Linked DNA regions of Mus musculus: regions 1, 2 and 3 are each linked to region 4. A link is a contact called in public HiCAR-type and promoter capture Hi-C data. All regions are on one chromosome and are shown on one strand. The core of a region is the stretch at or near the end of the contact, and the rest is flanking DNA. Distances in the headings are between cores, read along the strand shown. Region 1 holds the start of Ifng (interferon gamma). Region 2 holds the start of Wif1 (Wnt inhibitory factor 1). Region 3 holds the start of Hmga2 (high mobility group AT-hook 2). Region 4 holds the start of Grip1 (glutamate receptor interacting protein 1).

Region 1 (4,829 bases), core at 1,047-3,546, 1.0 Mb after region 4:
TTTCCTTCCCTCATCCTCGTCTTCTACCCTTGACACTGTGGAGGTTTCATTTTGTTTTGTTTTTGACAAAAGAGATAAAACTTATGTAGCGATCCCAGTTGCACCCCAGCCAGTCGTGTGAGTCATCTGTAGTCAGCGTTCCTCCTTGTGGCCTAACTAGGAGGAGGAGGAGGAGGAGGATACAAGTCTTCTCACTCCCTCCTACCCACTGCTCTTTCCACTAACACACAACCTCCCAGCCTAAGCAAGAGTTTCCATCACACACCCAGGGGGGACCACAAGAGCTCTGCTCAATGCTCCCCTATTCTGCCTCCTCCTCAGTGCATTTACCCAGCATGTGGGCAATAGTTTGATTGTCTGTGTTTTTCCAAAATTGACACACACACAAAAAAAAGTCCTCCCAATCTGTCTGCAGTGGGGAAACATGAGATCCTGCTTCACCTCCTAGCTTTATCAGCTGATGAGTAGTTAGTTTCTACCGCTTGATAATTAGAGACAATGAAAAATAAAAAGCCAACAATACAGCAACTTGCAATGCCGTCTCACCTCAAACTTGGCAATACTCATGAATGCATCCTTTTTCGCCTTGCTGTTGCTGAAGAAGGTAGTAATCAGGTGTGATTCAATGACGCTTATGTTGTTGCTGATGGCCTGATTGTCTTTCAAGACTTCAAAGAGTCTGAGGTAGAAAGAGATAATCTGGCTCTGCAGGATTTTCATGTCACCATCCTTGGGAAATAACACAAAGGGAGGATTTTAAGAAATGACCCATTAGAAACAACAGGGAAACTGGGAGAGGAGAAATATTCAACTCACCTTTTGCCAGTTCCTCCAGATATCCAAGAAGAGACTCTTTTCTTCCACATCTATGCCACTTGAGTTCTGAGGAAAAGAGAAAAAAAATTGATTTGTAATTATTTCACCAATTGCCCTGAAAATATCTATCAAGTTTTGTTGAATTCAGTGCTGATAATGGTCACAGGTTTCCTTCTGGGCCCTTCCACTTACTTCTAACAACAAGTATCCCCTAAAAGACTGCATGTAGCCAAACACTGTTACTGTTACATTCTTTTAGCTGCAGGATGTACTGGCCCAGTCTTGAAACTGCAAGGCCACAAATAAACTCAACAAAGCTGACGAGGTTTCAAGTACCCTCAAGTAACCATAGTGAGCTAAAAAGAAACTTACTCTCAAATTAAGAAAGGGAGAGAGAAAATCATTAGAATCATCCCACTGTGCACACTGCCCCCTTATGGTCCAGGCCTCTGAAACATCAGTCTGTGCTGTAATAGGGCTTCATTGCTACTTTAAAAAATAGCTCCAAACACATACGGGAGGCAGCTTGATTTACACTGTGAGGAGAGGATTGACCGTAGATGCTTGAACATTATGCTAATAGCTATATGTATACTAGTATATACATTTGGGACAAATTATAAAATTCTAAGGATATAAAATTTGCTTCTGTTAACCATTAATTTAAAAAAAAAATCACAAAAGAGAAAATCCTGAAAACTCTGAGAAATATAGAGTCTCATTAAACCTCACCAAGCGGCTGGCTTTGATTCGATTGTAGTAGAATTTCAAAATTACTCCTCAGGGTAAAACAACTTCGGGGGAGGGGGGCATTTCTTAAACAGAAACATTAAGAACTTTGCCTCCCATTACTTTAAGTGATAAGCTGTTTCCCTGCGTAGTTTTGGTGGTAATATCCATCTCTCACTATCACTTTCAAGACGTCTGAAGGAATAAGAACCATTGAGGTAAGGATATTTTTTATCACAACTAAATGATAAGAAATCACAAAATCATCAGCATCTTTGTACCTTGGACCTATACTATGCCTATCTTTGGGAAGATTGGTAATTGCCCTCTAACTCCGTAGTAAGTTGGACAGAGGGTTAAATCGATATTGAGATCATTAAGTCAATAAACACCTCTCCAGCAAATAGCAACGTAGCACCCCATCTTCTCAAAATGACTGGGGACCAGAGACGGCAGCCTGGCGCTCACCGTAGCAAGTCAACATCAACCACGGTCAACCAACCACAAGCATTATTAAGAATTCATACTTACAAAATAGTTATTCAGACTTTCTAGGCTTTCAATGACTGTGCCGTGGCAGTAACAGCCAGAAACAGCCATGAGGAAGAGCTGCAAAGCCAAGATGCAGTGTGTAGCGTTCATTGTCTCAGAGCTAGGCCGCAGGAGGAGAAGCCCAGAACTTCTGTCTCAAGTCAGAGGGTCCAAAGGATCAGCTGATGTGTCTTCTCTAGGTCAGCCGATGGCAGCTATAGCCTGCACCTCTCTGGCTTCCAGTTTTATACCTGATCGAAGGCTCCTCGGGATTACGTATTTTCACAAGTTTTTTTTTGGTTTTTTTTTTTTTTTAAGATGGTGACAGATAGGTGGGGGGAGCTAAGTTACTTTGCATTACAGCTATGGTTTTGTGGCATGTTAGAGTTTCCTTTCGACTCCTTGGGCTCTCTGACGATGAGACAGCCCCGCTGTGCCCACCTGTGCCATTCTTGTGGGATTCTCTGAAAGCACTTTTACTTCACACCATTTGGGGTGGGGGCTGGAAATTGCTTTTACGTCTCCCCCTTTTTGCCCTTGTAATGTGAATTTCTCATCCACAGAGCACAGCACAGGGAGCCTTTGTTTGTGGTTGGGGACGGCTGAATAAAAGGAAACTCTTGGGCTTCTCAAACCATGAGGAAACTCTTGGGCTTCTCAAACCATGCAATGGGGGAAGCCTTTTCAAACTTTTCTTGCAAATGACCAGAAAAGCAAGGAAAGGGTATGGTTAAAAAGCCAATGTGGTGAGGAAGCCCTTCAATGGAGGTGATTAGTAAAATACCTACTACAAATCACTCAGGGTCAACGTGCCCAGAAAGAAGAAAAGGCAGACCACATAGGTAAAATAAAATCATCTAGTTCCTCCATTAATAAAAGGGAAAAAATGCAAAATGAAATAAAAGTAAAAATGCAAGAATACTTCATTAGATATTGTATTTCACTCAACACACCCAAGGTATCAATGTGTATCAAGATTTATGATGAATAAGAGTTTCAATTCCTCTGCCACTAAATATTTAAAGCCTAGTGGCTATCCTATATACACAGCAGAAATCACTTCAGGATTAGCCATGTTTCTAACTCTCATACCCACATGTGGCTAAGGCTATCCCAATGACTAGTCCAGCACTAGACACACACTTGTCCCAAATAAGGATTAATAACTGAAAATTGTTTCCCCCATCAAGTTCAAACACTAAAAGTTTCCTTCTCTGTCTTTGGTAACTTATCTATGAAATTCGATCCTTGAGGATGGGGCAGGAGGCCCTCTGCTCTTCAGTGCCAGCCCACGTGTATTCATCCCTGCCTTTCCTGTATTCATTAACATTACACAGTGGCTATGGGTGCAGACTTGAACCATTCATATTCTAGCCTCGGGGTCTTGAGTCAGCATCTTTATGATCTGTGACTCAGTTTCCACATTTATACAGTGAGCTTAACACTAGCATTTTCTTCCGGACTTCAGCCAAAGGCTCAACCAAATGCTCCATGGAAAGTTGAGAGAATTCTTCCCGGCATTCCTAGTGGCTCAATTAAAACTTGATGGTTATTTGGCAATGTCAGATGTTTAACAACGCTATGCAGCTTGTTCGTGCAGTTCCTTTGGCCATGTGCCCCCTTTCCCTCATCTGAGCATCTCAGAGTGGTACCCAGTTATCTTGACCCAGATGCAAACCATCCTCTGTTTTGGTTCTCCCCCAAGCCTCCAGCTTCAAATCAGACTTTATCCTCTGGGCAGGGCTAGCACTTTGTTTCTATGCTTCATGGGTTCTCAATTTCCCCAGTCTCATATACGAGGTAACTATGCATGCCCCCTACCCCCATCCCAGTGCCCACTAATTTCCTTAAAACCAGAAAGTGTTTCATTGCTTCTGTGACACAATTTATTTCCCTCAAATACATAAGCATAAAGATTTATACACAAACAACACACACACACACACAAATATTCATTTGAATGTTTACCTAAGAATCTCTGTTTTGACAGTCAGGAACATCTCTTGGTTGGTAGAGTGCTTGTATAAAAACCCTGACTTAAAATAGGCATGAAATACAGATGGAAACAGAGGTAAGATGATCATGAGTGCGAGGTCACCTTCTGCTGCTGGAGACTTGAAGGCCAGTTTAAGAATCATGAGAATCTGTCTTAAAAAAAAAATCTAGCAGGGTCGTGGTAACTCATACCTTTAATCCCAGCACTCAGGTGACAGAAGCCAGCAATCTCTGTGAATTTGAGGTTATCCTGGTCTACAGAGTGAGTTCCAGGATAACCAGAGCTACACAGTGAAACCCTTTCTGGGGGGGGGGGGGAATCTAGTTTGAGTTATTGCCCTCAAGTTTTTTAACAGTTCCAATGCTATTCCTTCTAGTTTGAAGGAAATCAGCTTTTTTATTAAATGTAATTTACCATTAATGCTAGAAAATGGTGTGGTCTCGTTAGCTAACACCTGATGACGGGGACCGTTCTATGTTCTCTATTAATTTTTTAAAAGTGATATTTGCACTACCAACCTCAGTAGGAGAGTGTTCCCCTTGCTCCACACCAGTGTGAGCTGTCACGTGTCTTATTGATCTTAGACATTCTGACAGATGTAAGATGGGATCTCAGAGAAGTTTTGAATTGCATTTCCCTAATGGCTAAGGATGTTAAACATTGAAGTGTTTCTCAGCCATGTGACTTTTCACTATGGAGAATTCTCTGTTGAGATCTGTGTCCCATTTTTAACTGAGATATTTGGTAGCAATGGAAT
Region 2 (5,178 bases), core at 1,531-4,030, 1.6 Mb before region 4:
TCCCCAACCCCTCCAAAACACAGCCCTAAGACTGCTCACTATGCCAATCCCTTTTACAGATATGTGTGCTACAAGGCAATGCACAAGGTAGCATGGAATTGCAGCCTTTGCTTTTAATTCTTTGAAAGACTCTGTCTCTGTCTGTCTCTGTCTCTCTGTCTCTCTCTTTGTGTCTCTCTCTGTGTGTGTGTGTGTGTGTGTGTGTGTGTGTAAGGGAGCTTGGCATTTTCTACCATTCTTCAGTTACGAACCCCTTTCATCTGGCAGGGTAGGGGTTAAGCTACTTTCTAACATTATTATGAAAAAGCATCTTTAAAATATAGGCTGTTGAGCGCAATAACAAGTGGTCAACACCAGCAAACAGATTTGGGTGAAAGAAAAGGAAAACATGAAAGCCCAGTTACTCATTAGTGATTTCCCAATGTACCAAACAACACTGCACATCAAGTATCTACGAAGAGAGGATTGCAGGCAGGAACAAAAACAACAGAGGCTTCAATCAACTTCTCTGTGCAAACGGGACCATCAAATGTCTGACCTGGATCTACCAAACATCATTTAACAAAACAACAACAACAAACAAACAAAAAACAAAAAAACCACGGAGCAGAAGGAACACAGACAGTCTGGATGAGATCTATTTTTAAAAGATTCTTTTAAAAATAGAACAAACTTGAGGATAAAAAGACAGCTGAAGTGGTCATGACTGCAGTGTAATAGGCAGTTGCAGGGCACCAATGTGGTTTCCTGATTTAGCATGGTTGCTTTTTATAAAGTGTTTTCTTGATTGCATCCTTCTTGAAAATGGCTATTTAAGTAATTTTAGAATTAAAAAAAAAAACCTGAAAATGTGCAGTTAATTATAGTTACAATAGTTTTCATAGCAGACACATTTTTACCAACTAATGAGCAGAATTTATCCTGTGCACTTGTCCTCTAGACAATTTTAAAGTCACACAAACATCCTACCCTTCCCAAATCAGAGGACATTAATACAGTCCTGCAGATCTATAAAAGGTAACTTAGAAGGCCTTGCATGCTAAGTACTGAGAGGAACGCTTTGGTGACATAGACTTTTTTCTCTTTTATTTCCATAGGGAAGCATTTTGAGTGGTCGCTTCAGAAAATCAGTAGTCTTTATTTTTCATAATTTTATATTACTTTTTTTGAGTCTCTGAACTTCTACAAGAAATGTGTGGTATCTGCAGCACTCAGCATATCAGCCTTCTAAAATTCATGTCAAGAATACCTACGAACTTATTTTGTTGTGAAGTATGAATCCCATCACAAATGATTATCAGTTAGTATTGAAAGTCTTCTAAATACTTTGTTAATGTTTTAATATCAGTGATTACAGAAACACCATGATATGGATATTTGGGGTCTTTATACTCAAAACCTCAGGATACCAAATCTTATTAAAGTAATGATCGTGAGTACATTGACCCTTAGAGTTCTCCATTTACTTGGCAACTTTAAATACATTGGAACTGATCCCTTGTGTGCTCTGGCAACCAGGCAAGAACTTGTATGGAATTTTAAATGGTATACATCACACCACTATTATTACTACGGGCCACCGGAGCTACATCACACACCATTATTATTACTATGGGCCACGGGAGAATTGAAATACAAAAGAGTGCCTTTTCTCTACCGCTCTGTTATCAGAACTTACCTGCCCCGCAGCTTGCCAGGTAAAATTCATGGAGTGGATATTGACAGGAATGGCTGGCATTCTTTGTTGGGCTTTCCTGAAATCATGTGTAAAGGGGGCCATTTTCCCCTCCGAGACAATCAGAATGTCTTCTTCAAATCCTGTTGTGTAAATAATAAACAAACCTATCAAACTAGTTGCGTTTCTAAGAAACAGACGTTTCATGTAGAAAGCAAAACCCCTGGGAACCAGTGCAGGTCACTGCTTTTCATAAAGCACCTGCCTTTGATACCAACAACAGTACCAGAGTTATTTTTCCTCTCTCTGTGGTAAAAAAAAAAAAAAAAAAAAAAAAAAAAAAAAAAAAAAAAAGTGCTTACAGTGAAGTAAGCGGGTGCCACCGCTGGATTCCTGTTACAAATCTGCAGTCAGGACTAGCAACAGCAGGGCTGGGATGTTGGGTCGGCTTTGCTTTTTTGAGAAAAAAATCTCATAAGCCTCTAAATAGAGAATCCTGATTTTTAAAAAGAGGGGGCAGTCACCCTTGAAGTTGTTTTAAAACACACTCGGTGCACGTGTCTCCGCTCTAATGGAAAAACTGAGGACCACTGGGAAGGTGCAGATGCCGGACCTTACCTATGAGCACTCTAGCCTGATGGGCGTCGATCCACAGGTACAAGCTCTCCTCAGGTGGCTGCCCTGCATCCGCTCGCAGCAGGAGCAGGCAAGGTAGGATGCTCCAGAGCCGGAGCGCGAAAGCAGGGAAGGCTCTTCTCCGAGCCATGGTGCTCAGGACCTTCTCGCTGGTGGTGCAACTCCTGCCGCAGCGACCCAACCTGTGCTGCTTGTGAAGTTCTCGCCTTGGCTGCAGCTGGCGGGGCTGGAGCTGTTCCTACTTAAACGACTGGGCGTGCAAGTCTCCAGTCTCCGTTGCGAGTGAGCCTGGGAGTGCTGGAGAGGAGGGAGCAAGGAGGGAGTGGATGCGCGGCCGCGTAGAAAGAGGTGGGGGCTGGAGGGAGAGGGGGACGCAGAGACACGATGCTGGCAAAGCTGGCAATGCCAGCACGTCCCACAGCGCCAGCAGCTAGAGGAGCACACTCGAGAGGGAGGAACCGCGGGAACTGCTGGCAAAAGGCGAGCACTGAGAGCGGCCGGTGGTGTGCAGGCGGTCGCCACTAGGGAGCGCTGCGGAGCCGCGGGGGCGGGGCCGCGGTACCCGGTAGACCCCGCTCGCCTGCGCCAGGTGAATGAAAACGGGGACACAACCAAGAAACACACCCAAAGGGACTTCTGGGTCATCACTCAGGCCTCCTGCCGCCCGAAGAGACACGTGTGGATGGCCGGGGTGCTATAAACAAACAAACAAAAAAATCTGGGCTCGATTCGTGGTCAAAGATAAATTCCGTTTAACAGTGGAGCTAACGGAAAGCACATAGCCAGCCCACCCTTTCTCTTCGAACTACATTTCAGACTGCATCTCTGTGTGCCTGTCTGCAAACTCTGACTTCTCTAGCTGACAGTTTGCGCTCTCGCTCTCTCTCTCCTAGGAAGTTAAATACTGAGACTCCACAGGCTAGTCGGGCTACTGCAGGCGCTGGTCCTCGCAGGACGTTCATTTATTTCTGCACTGGACAGACACCCGACAGGTGGCGTGGTTTGTCTTCTTGATAACCCAGTTGCACCCGGAATAGTTCCCTAGGACCTCGATGATAGCTGTAATCCCTTTCCCCCCATCCCTGCTCTACGACGGTAGGACTCCCCTTAAAATTGGATTTGGGGGAAAACATTAGGAGGCTCACGCCCAGTCTCTGAAATCTTAGGCGCTTGAGGGTAAGACTGAGGGTCTGGTGGGAGAGCACTTAGCTAGCGGCGGCTTGCAGCATTACCTCTGCACGGAAGGCTTTTTTGCCTGCCTCCTTGAACGTACAGAGAAAGCAGAAACAAATGGTTTTTCAAAAACACAGAAAGTTTTCAGACCCCGGAAAAGCTTTGTTTACTTTTTTTTTTTTTTTTTTTTTTGCACCCAGTGGCTTTCTAGCAAATGCCCCCCAAGGATCTAGACTCTGGCGCTGGGCTGTGTTCCCTTCTGTCCTTTGTAGAGCGGTGGGTCTCTCAGCAGGGGATGGCAAAAACAGAAACTACAGAATAGAAGCCGGACTTGGACGCGTACATGTTCAACAAATGTTAGGTCACAAGCATATTTTTTTAAAAGAAGGAGGAATGGGAAGGGAGGAGGAGGAGGAGAGAAGGAGGAGGAGGAGGAGGAGGAGGAGGAGGAGGAGGAGGAAGAGGAGAAGAAGAGGAAGAAGAAGAAGAAGAAGAAGAAGAAGAAGAAGAAGAAGAAGAAGAAGAAGAAGAAGAAGAAGAAGAAACATGTGTTAAAACTGTGAAATCTGTGTAGGTATCTAACAGATTGGTAGGAAGGTATTGTGTTTGGGAGTTAGACACGAAGACTGTCCATTGTGACTGTGAACTCCATGAAGCTTCATTTTAAAAATTCTTCTCAGGCAGCTACTGTTACTACTCTCATTTTACTGATGGGGAACCAAAGCTTTAAAAGTCTAGTAAATTGACCGCAGATATTCAGCTGGTGAGTGACAAGAGTAGGAATTCAAATCACGATCGCTCTAACTTCAAAGCCCCTTCTTGCAAATCACAATTAAGACGGTTTGCCTCAAAAAAGCTTAACATCTACTCTTTCTTTAAAACAAAACATTTAAACTGGTTGTGGTAGCACAGGCTGTAATCTGGGGGCTAAAGAAGTAGAGGCAGAGGCATCAGGAGCTCATTGTTAATACTAATCGACATATGGAGTTTGAAGCCAGCCTGGGCTACCTGGGACTCTGTCTCAAAAAAACAAAAACAAAAACAACAAAAAACAAACAAAAAAGGATCTTTTCCCAACATTCTATTTTATTAATTAATTGTTGCAGTGAATATTAATTTATATAATGTTTTACTATATTAGGCAAACTTATAACCCTTTAATATTGTAAAAACAGTGTCATTCAGTTACAGGTAATAATTTCGCAACACAATAGACTCTTTTTGACTTGGAATGTGGTTTTCGTTGAAGGTTTTTCTTCCGTAGTATTGCTCAGACCTCCATGGCTCTTGGTGTAAGGACGCCCTCTACAGGTTGTTCTTGTCAAACGCCAGCTGAGAACTGAAAGGGGAACAAATTCTATCATAATACAGCTTCCTCCAAGTGAGGATTTTCCGTAGCAGTCGTCTTTGATGTTGAGACAGCAATTTATCCTGCTATCAAGAAATTTCCCCAATTCTGGACAATTGTTTTGTTAGGTGTGGTGGCAAATGCCTGTTATCCCCGCACTCAGAGGCTAAGGCAGGAGGGTTTCAGTGAAAATGAGGCCAGCCGAGGCTACTAGTGAATTCAAGTCCAGCTTAGACTACAGAGAAAGTAGCCTGTGTTATATCATCATTATCATCACCATCATCAGTGGCCACAGCAACAGCACCACCAATACTACCAACTACATTTTTCTGTTCACTTTTCTCCA
Region 3 (4,836 bases), core at 808-3,307, 1.0 Mb before region 4:
TTTCAGCCAAGCCCTGACAAAACCTTAGGTTCCTGTTAGACCCCTCCCTCGGTATTCATTTGCTGGGCTCCATCTGGAGGTATGGGGGTCTCTTCCTCTCCATCAGAGCTAAGCGTTCCCAGACTCAACGCCAGCCCTCGGTTCCTGCAGAGCACTCTATGTACAGAGAAGTGTCCCAACTCTGCAAAGGGCAGCTGGAAACGGATTTAAAACGGCAACGCTGACCAATCAGCACAGTCGCGCCCAAGCAGACATTTACACGTGCCTCAAGTACAACGGAACCTGGCAGAGCCTAGATCCCGGCGTTAGGGCTGTAAAGAAGGCGTTTTTATTCCACGGTGTTCCGTATCTTTGTAAGAAAAAAAAAAAAAAACTTCACTGGGTGAACATTTTTATTCTGGAGTCAGTCCAACACAATTTTGGGTGCGATGTGGGAAAATCTGACCCTAAGATTTTCTTTCTTCCCCCTTTCAGATTTGTGTTATTCAAGGATGAGAAAGAGGTGCCTTTTAGAACGTTTTACGCCTTTCAAAAAAGTTGACTGTGGCCACGATGGTGTTCACATAACTTAGAAACAGCCCAGGCTATAAAATTAGGACTTGGCAGAAAGGAATTCTGAGGGAGAAGGTTAAAATGAAGGCAAACTTCAGGCAATTGGTGCGGTGGAAGGATAAGTGATCGGTAATATCCCATAGAGTTATGGGCGTCCCAGCACGGGGGTGCAGCGCCTGCTCCAGGAGTCAGTCCTGGGGGAGGGGACCTCGATAAAGGAGCTGGCACACTCGGTGTTCCTGTGTATAGTGTGCAAGTGTGTGCTTTTGTTGCGAATGTGCTTACTGGCACCATCGTGTGTCTGGTAGTGTGTGCTTAAGCACGGGTTTGTTTGCATGCCTGCTTGCCAGTGAAGTGTGTGTGCGCGCACACATGAATTTTCGTGCAAGCTTGTCTGCGATCACACGCGTGGGCCCGTGTATCTTTGTGCACGCTTGTTTGTGCGCCGGCCCGTGCACTCTGGGGTGAGGGCATTTCTCAGTGGAGCGGGGGGGGGGGGGGGGTCGCAAGGGGCGCTCCGACTCCTTGGTCGCTCTTTTCCCGGGGCTGAAATAGTAGACAGCGGCGGTTGACCCTGAATGCTTCCGGAAACTTCGGGCAACCCTCGGTGGAAGCACAGGTAGAAGCCAAGCTCTCCAGGGTGACTCTGAGATAGTCATTTTCTTTCGCCTTCCTAGGACAGCCGCTCAGGGGTGGCCTCCAGCGGCGATCCGGCAGGAGAGCCTAGGCCCTGTCTTTTTAACCCCACTGCTGGCGGGAGCACGTGAGCCGGGGCTCCGGGTGGCAACCGGGCGCCGCCGCCTTCGAGGCAGTTGTGTTTCGAACGCTGCCTCTGGCCCGCGGCCAGGCGCCTGGGCTCGGCTGTCCGCCTGGCCTGCCCCCTCCTCTTGCTTCTCCTGCAGCCCCCTCCCCTTTATCCGCCCACGATCAGAGGTGGGCACTCCCCGTTCCCGCCACCCCCTCCGCAAGTGCGAGCGCGCGTGTACACACACGCACACGCACGCACACACTCATCCCTCTTGAATCCCGGGCAGGAACTCTGAAAACTTGCAGCACGGGCAAAACTTGGGCTCCGGGTGCAGAGCGCAGAGGCCAGCAGCTTGTCCCTCTGCATCTGTGCAGTGCCGCCGCCTGACCCCGCCACCCGAGGAGGCGCGGTGCCACCCACTGCTCTGTTCCTTGCTAGAGCTGAGCTGGGCGCCCTACCGGATCCTGGCAGAAACTTCCACTCTCTCCTCGGTTTCTGACCGCACTAGTCAGTCTCTATCTCTGTCCCGTTCTGTCTCTTTGTCTCTGTCTCTCTCTGAGTTTCTGTCTCTGTCCCTCTTCTCTGTGTCTCTCTCTGGCTCTCTGCGTCTCTGTCTCTCCTTCCCGCCCCCCTCCCTCTCTCTCCCTCTGGGGTGGGGGAGAGGAGGCGGAATTCTTTCCCCGCCTAACATTTCAAGGGACACAATTCACTCCAAGTCTCTTCCCTCTCCAAGCCGCTGCCGAGCGTCCCAGTACCCGCAACTCCCGAGCCTTTGCGGAGAGAGCAACCCTCTCCGCCTCCAACTCTTCCCTCTCCTTCGCTTCCCGCCTCCTCTCCCTACCTCCACCTCTACCTCCGCCACCCACTGCCCGCAGCGCCTCCTCCTTTCCTCCTCCTCCTCTCCTCCTCCTCTCTTCCTCCTCCCCTCTCTCTTTTTGGCAGCCGCTGGACGTCCGGTGTTGATGGTGGCAGCGGCGGCAGCCTAAGCAGCAGCAGTAGTCCCCGGCGCACTCGCCAGCTCGCCTGCTCTCGCCGCTCTTGCCCTCTCCAGCTCTCTACATCCCGTCTCCCGAAAGGTGCTGGGCGGATTCGGGGCGGCGGAGGCCGAGCGGCTGCAGCGGCGGTACCGGTAGAGGCAGTGGTAGCGGCGGCGGGAGGCAGGATGAGCGCACGCGGTGAGGGCGCCGGGCAGCCGTCCACATCAGCCCAGGGACAACCTGCCGCCCCGGTGCCACAGAAGCGAGGACGCGGCCGACCCAGGAAGCAGCAGCAAGTCAGTACGCCGACGCGGAGGGGCCACTCAGCCCACCCGCGACGCCTCTGCCCCCGGGGCCCCGCGACACGCCGGGCGACCGGAGCGCGGGAGCGCAGCGGCTACGGCAGCGCAAGCTAGCCCGCCTGCCACCCGGGTGTAGGTGGGGCGGGAGACCGAGTTCCCCTGGAGAGTGCGCGGCGCAGTCTCTCCGGGTACCCGCGCTCCCCGGCTCCAAGAGCTGGGGTCCCGCGGCGAGCCGTAGCCACCCGGTGGAGGTGGGGTCGCGCGAATCGTGGACAGGGACTTTCGCTATTGTGCGCAGCCCCGGAGCGGCGCGGCGTGGCTCGGGGGGGGGGCATCGAGCCTCGGGGGTCCCAAAGAATAAAAGCGTCGCTTTGTCAGCCGCTTTGGCGACTGGGGGGACTGGGGAGTTCAGGAGGGGCAGGACTGCGAGTCCGAAGCTCTTAGACCCGCGGCTTTCTCCGGCTTCTCGGGGCCGCCTTCCCGTAGGAGGCTGATGCGCCGCGGCCGCCCCCTCGGTGCCCTCCCCACACTCCATGGCCCAAGGCTCGCGCCCTCCCGACAAAGAACGCGTGCGGAGCCGACTGCCCGCCTGGTGCTCCTCCCGAGGATATTTAAATGCCTGCCGAGCTGCTACAGCCGCCGGGGCTGGCGGGGAAAGGATCCCGGAGGATCCCAGGCCCCCGCGGGCCCGGGAAACGCGCTTCGCCCAGGGAGCTCTGGAAGGAAAGTGCACGGTAGCCAGGGTCGCTTCCCCGCCAGGAGTCGGGTCCCTCTTTGGCTCCTCGATCCCGCTCCTCTGAGCAGCCCAAGTTTTAGCTTCCTCTTGGGCGAGTGGCTGGGGGCTGGGAAGGGACGGTCGAGGGGCACCCAGGACCCCGCGGAATGGAGGGTTTTGTCTGCGGATGCAACCAATTAAGAGTGCAAGCCGGCTGTTGCAGAGTTGTGCGCAGCGCCCAGGGCCGGGGGCGGGCGGGCGGGCGGGCAGGGGGTTGGGACGTTCGCAGCAATTTCCAAGCCTAAGGACGCGTCTATTGAGAACAGTAAAACTCCCTTCCCGGCCTTTAAAAAAAACCAAAAACTTCCCATTTTTTCTTTTGCTTTAAATCGCTTCCCTCGGGCCAATAGGCGGATTAGAAAATAGTCCTAAATTGCCCCCGTAGAGCTAGGTGGGAAATCGAAGAAAGTTTGTTGGTGTGTTTTAGAAAAACAAGGAGTGTACCTTTTGGGAAATCATCAAAGGAAACAAACTAATCTAGAGGCCGCCGAGATTTCCCGCTCTGCCCTTAGCGACACTTTACAGTGCTTTGGGATCCCGTTTTACACCTCCCAGGAAGTCTCCGCTCTACCCCCTTGCTTCCCACCAGCCACCCAGGTTTTCTGAATCCTACTAATCGCACCCCTCCCCCAAAGGCTAAAGGAAAACGCATTGAGATCCGGAGGCGGCTGGGAGTTTTTACCTTTGAGTGAAGGCCGAGTTCACAAAGAAAAATGTGTTTCCGATGTGTTTGCTCTAAGTGCCCACTGGCGCTGGTGTCCAATGGAAGTTTCTAAGCACCCCCCTCCGCTCTCCCCCTCCCCCGCTCTCTAGCTTGCGAACTTCCACGGAGAACGCTCCGGAGTTGTAATTAGTCTCGTTTAAGCACCCAATCTGAATGAAACGAGAGTAGATGATTCACCGGAGAGACGTTCAGCGTCCGCGGCAAATCTATCGCTTTTTCTTAATTGCCTGAGTATTGGCTACTTAGCCTAGCACCCAATAAAGTCAAACGTTAATATACCTGGTGACCTCGTGGCTGTTTCAATTTCTCTTTCCCAGATACTTGGATTTTTCTCCCCACTACCCCGTTTTTCTTTCCAGTCCACCCCCCCCCTCCCGCCCAAAAGTCTCTTTAAAAAAAGGTTTGAGGACAACATGTTTATTTTTGTAAAAAGATATTTAAATTTCGACTGAAGATCATGCCTGTCTCTCCAAAAGGAAGTGGAGAATTGAAGCAATTATCTAGATAATTCAAGCAAAACCTTCCACCTCAGATTTACCATAATTATTTGGAAATTTTAGGGGGTGTGGAATTATTCTGAGCTGAAGAGTTTGGATAATCGCTCCAATATTTCACTCAGACTGTGTGGGTTGAATCCTAAACCACCTGGAACACAGGCACATAGAGGTGACTGCAGCCCATGCTTTCTCTCTCTCTCTCTCTCTCTCTCTCTCTCTCTCTCTCTCTCTCCTATCTTTCCATCTATTTATGACAATTTT
Region 4 (4,588 bases), core at 768-3,267:
CTGATAGGACAGACCTGGGTGCTTGACAGACCCCTTTCTTTCATTGCTTCAACCTGGTAGTGAAATATTGGCACCTGGATCTGCAAATCTTAAGATATGGTTATGCAAAGGCAGGCATTGAAGCATTTCTGTAGCAGGGATACCACTGGGCGCGGGGCGGGGGGGGGGGGGTAAATCCATGGTCACACGCCAGAAGTGTACTGCAAATGAATGCACAACTCTAATAAGGAAGTGGTTTTAAAAGGGACAGATTCCCTGAGTCATTAAAAAGGCTATCAACCAAAGACGCGCTGTGCCACCTAGAGAAAAACTGGAAACTGTACATTGGTTTCTTGGCTGTAAGCATTTTTTTCCAAAACCTGAAACTTTTAGCATGACGAGTAACACCAGCCACCGTCCATACCAGCTCCCCCACGCTGCAGAATCAAATTCTTTTGGGGTGGGGGGGGCAGGGGGGAAATAGCGCTGTCCCTTCTACACACCAGATTGGCTTCCTGCTTCCATCACAGCCTACCCACGAAGCACCATTTAACCTCCAGCACCAACTGTTAGTCATGAAGACCCTGCAGCCTGAAAGCCATTCAATTCTCAAGCAGGTTCCTTGAACAAGCCAAAGCAGGCTGTAGTTGAAGCAGCAGGAGTATATAAACCCTGGTGGACCTTGACAGCCAGGGAATCCCTCTGGATGCTGCGCACCCCACAGCCCCATGGGGCCTTGGTAGGAAATTTTGGTGTACTCCGTACATGATATCCAGGTTACGGCCAACCACTGCACAACCCAAACACCGTAAGATGACAACAGAACCAAGCGTTTAGAGTGCAAAAGGCCTTCAACTTTTCCTCTCCGCGAGTCACTTCAAAACAACGTGCCCAGCACACTTGGCAGGCTGAAGCACAAAGGGGCTGCAGAGCCACCTGGCACGGAGAGCCGTGTCTTCCGAAGAAAACAGACAGTAATTATGAAAAGTCCGCAGTCCTGCGGTATTAACTAGAAAGCCGGGACTGCGCTGGGCATAACTCATCTTTTAGGCAGTCACTACCAGCCAGGGGACAGTCAGTCCTCTCTCCCCTCCCCCCTTCCAGCGACCCAAGGCAGCGCCCCCTACCCGCCCCCCACACTCTTCCCCCTTCTACTCCCCCTTTAAGAATCTCCTGCAACTTTGGGTTTGGCAGCACCATCGTAGCCCAGCCAGAGGCGGGGACATCGTCAAGGCGGCCGCGGCAGGAGGAGGAAAGTTTGAAAAGTCACTTAAAGCATTGCAAGATTCTCCCCCACCCCCAGCACCAGGAGAGCCCACCGCACAGAGAGGAGCCGGGGCTCCACGTGCGCAGCGGGCCCAGGAGAAGCTGGAGTTCCCTCTAGGTCCTCGGTAAGAAAAAACAGAATCTTTCCCCGGGCGAAAAGTTGCTTGCCGCAGCACTGTTCCCTTGCCCCCTCGGCTTTTCCCCCCTCCAGATCCCCAAACCCCCTCTCGGATTTCGCAAGGTGCCACCTGGCCTGGAGCGCGGTCCCCGGAGGGCACGGCGCCCCTCCCTTGCCGGCCGGAGGACAGGTCTCGGGGAGCTGGGGGACAGGGAGGCACCGAGGGCGCCCGGCCCGGCCCCCCAGGCTCGACCGCCAGGCTCACCTCTCTCCTGCTCCTCCGCTTGTAAGCAGATGGGGATGTTCTTCTTCCAGCCCGGCATGGTGTCTGCTCCCTGAGCTTGCTCCGGGGCGTACTCGCTGGCTCGCTCACTCGCTGGTCGCCGGCTCTGGGGCTCGCCGCGCCTCCTGGCTCACGCCCTCCGGCCGGTAGCAACACGCCCGAGGCTGCTCAGCGGGGCTGGGGCGCCGAGGCGACTCCCCGATACATTGAGGCGACGCCGCGCGCCCCGCTGCTCGCCTCCAAGTCTCCCGAGCTCCCCGGGGGTGGCGGTGGCGGTGGCTGTGGCGGTCGGGCCGCGCGGTAACCGGGCAGAGCTGGGGGGGGGGGGGGGTTCTGCAGCCGCGGTGGCGCGGTGTGGCCGCGAGGCCGGGGGACCGGAGCAGGCCGGTGTAGGACCGCCGAGCCCCCGGAGGTGGGCGCCGGCGGGAGCTCAGGGCTGGCGCCGCCTCGCTCCGCTCCTCCTCCTCCACCTCCTCCTCCTCTTCGTCGTCCTCGCCTTCTCCTTCCTCGTCCCTCCGCCGCCAGCAGGTGGGACTCGGAGCCGCCGCGGCCGCACAAAGCTCCTCGGGGCGGGCGGGACCGAGCTGCGGGCTCCCGGGGCGCCTGTCGCCAGAGCCTCTCCCCCCGAGACGCGCGCGAGGCTGGGCGGGCACGGAGGGGCGCGCGCGCTCACACCCTCGGCGCCCGGATCGCCGGCCTGCGAGGCGCGCCCGGCCCGCCAGGTACGGAGCCTGGCACCCCGCCGCCGCTGCGGAGCCCTCGCCCGCCCCTCCCGGGCCTCCCGCCCCGAGCCCGACCGGCCGCTTAGGCGGCTTTGGCGATGACCTCGATGAAGCAGGGGGCAGTGTCCTTCCCTCTAGTCCCTCCTTCTCGCCGCTCACTCCCCTCCCCAGCCCTGCCCGTCGCCCCCTCCCCCAAGTTGAGACTCGCAGCTCCGGATTCGCTAACTTCGCCCTCAACACAGGGGCAGTGGCAACTTTCGGGATGGTCGGCGCTGGTCCCAGGGGTGGGGACGGTGGGAGCCAGGAGCCCCTTTTGTTTTAAAGGATGCAAGCAGACCTCAGCTGAGTGAATATTTAATAGCTGTCTTCAAGTGTAGGAAGGAATTTTATGATCAGGTTTTATGATTAGTTTCTTCCTCTTGTCATAGGCTCACAGAAAGAAAAAAAAAATCAGTGGAAAATGAATAAAGGTGGGGAGGGGGAGGGGGGACAGAAGCCTTTGTACCAGAGCCTGGAAGGTTCTGCCCAGGCATGTGGGCTCTTCCTTGAGACCTCAGTGCTACTAGGAGAGGGACTTTTGGCAGCTGTCTGTCTTGCATGGAGATGCCATTCATTTCTTCAAGCCTGGGCCTCTGGCTGGAAAATAGCCATGCCTTTCCCTCCCATCTGACGGGTTCTGAAGAGTTTGGAGCCCCAGAGGCTGTATCTACTGGAGTGTGGTTTGGGGGTTTCGCCTCTGCGGTTTCTTTTGGCCTCTGAAGGAACTGTGGTTCCTCTCCCTCAATGGGGACATCAGCTCTTGCCAGCCTTCTGCTCTCTCACTGCCAGAGCAATAGCATAATCACACAGCACCTGAAGATAAGGTCTGTCTTCTCCTGCCATCTCATAAACTGTCTGATCAAGCAGGGATGTTGGCACCTGCCGTTGCCCCTTGTGCGAGTGCTTGGTTGTCACTGCAGAGCTGCCCTGCTGCCAAAAACCAGTGGCTGTCTCTCCTAAGGAAAGAAAGGAAAGGATTCAAGAGCAGAGCTACACAGCACCTGGGAGCTGAAGAGCTAAGTAGAAACTGAGTCACAACATCCCAGGGGTTCTTAGAAATCCCATCTGCGCTGGGCAGTGGTGGCTTGGTGGTGCATGCCTTTAATTCCAGCACTTGGGAGGCAGAGGCAAGTATGTCTCAGAGTTCGAAGCCAGCCTGGTCTTCAGAGCGAGTTCCAGGACAGCCAAAACTATACAGAAAAACTCTTTATTGTCCCCGCCTTGGCCCCCCACCCCCACCCCAGTCCCATCTGAGCAGGCTCCTTTCAGACTCTTTGTAAAATCCAGAAAAACAGATGGCATAACTTTGGTCTTGCCCTAAGTTTGTTTCAAGAATGTGCCTTGATTTTCCGGAAAGATTAAAGGGCATCCAGCAATAGCCAGGCTGGCTACAAGTACAGGCATACACTCAGCTTCCAGCAACACAAAAACCGCTGGAGCATTTGATGTAATATCTACGATGCGGATGATTATTCTAACAGGTGTTATTCTGGGGGGCCTGACTAATAAACCTCTGATATGAACTGGCCCTTACTCATGAGGTTTTACTGCAATCAACGGTATGATTGCCCCACCAAAGTGACAGCCTAGTGATGCCAGAGTTCTAACTTGTACCTACTGATTATATTTTTAACTCTGACAAAATCCCTACTATGTGTTGGACTCTTGGATAAAAGCTAGGGATACTGGAAGATTTTTTATTTATTTTATTTTGGTAGTAATTCAAATTAGCACATCTTAGATACTAGGGTCAGATATTATCTTGTGACTAATACAGCTGCAAAGAACAAACTCTCTAAGTCATAACTTGCCCCACCTCGTGTTATTTGTCTCAAATATGTGTTCACTGATAGCGAACATCTTGCATCACCATATCGTATATGGCCATCAGCAACTAAGTCCCTAGCTGTGTCCCGGATAGTAGCTTTTCTTTTTGTATCTCTAGCTACAAATGTAGCTTTTCTCTTTGTATCTCTAGCTACAAAGGAAATAAACTCACTGATACTCAAGGGTGATAGCATTTGCCCTCAGTGGGCTACCCCTGGTATTCTCTTCATGAAGCCTTCTCATTGTATTATTGCGATCACTTGACAGAAAAATATTAGAAAAATACTACTAGGTAATTTGAATTGAGTCTGATGTAGCCTTATATTCAAAACAATGCATCTGAAAGTCTATTCC

The links. Promoter capture Hi-C pulls out the DNA fragments that hold promoters and counts their contacts. HiCAR-type assays count read pairs that join an accessible place to other places.
Region 1: a promoter capture Hi-C map of pre-B cells shows a contact between it and region 4, with 2.8 times the contacts expected there. The contact joins the promoter of Ifng here to the promoter of Grip1 in region 4. A contact is called at or near these places in 2 of 39 promoter capture datasets (liver and pre-B cells).
Region 2: a contact with region 4 is called in a HiCAR-type map of astrocytes, with 4 times the contacts expected there. The contact joins the promoter of Wif1 here to the promoter of Grip1 in region 4. A contact is called at or near these places in 1 of 39 promoter capture datasets (the 3T3-L1 cell line) and 1 of 115 datasets of contacts at active chromatin or transcription factors (astrocytes).
Region 3: a contact with region 4 is called in a promoter capture Hi-C map of embryonic stem cells, with 8 read pairs. The contact joins the promoter of Hmga2 here to the promoter of Grip1 in region 4. A contact is called at or near these places in 1 of 39 promoter capture datasets (embryonic stem cells) and 1 of 484 Hi-C or Micro-C datasets (embryonic stem cells).

What each region holds. Positions count from the first base shown.
Region 1 is chr10:118,438,513-118,443,341 of GRCm38.p6, reverse strand. Ifng (interferon gamma) reads right to left here and starts at 2,296. Exons shown (of 4, transcript NM_008337.4): 1 at 2,077-2,296; 2 at 817-882; 3 at 547-729. The coding sequence starts at 2,187.
Region 2 is chr10:121,031,606-121,036,783 of GRCm38.p6, reverse strand. It overlaps Wif1 (Wnt inhibitory factor 1), which reads right to left and starts at 2,780. Exons shown (of 10, transcript NM_011915.2): 1 at 2,294-2,780; 2 at 1,679-1,818. The coding sequence starts at 2,441.
Region 3 is chr10:120,473,690-120,478,525 of GRCm38.p6, reverse strand. It overlaps Hmga2 (high mobility group AT-hook 2), which reads left to right and starts at 2,057. Exons shown (of 5, transcript NM_010441.3): 1 at 2,057-2,573. The coding sequence starts at 2,463.
Region 4 is chr10:119,451,463-119,456,050 of GRCm38.p6, reverse strand. It overlaps Grip1 (glutamate receptor interacting protein 1), which reads right to left and starts at 2,017. Exons shown (of 23, transcript NM_001277292.1): 1 at 1,629-2,017. The coding sequence starts at 1,686.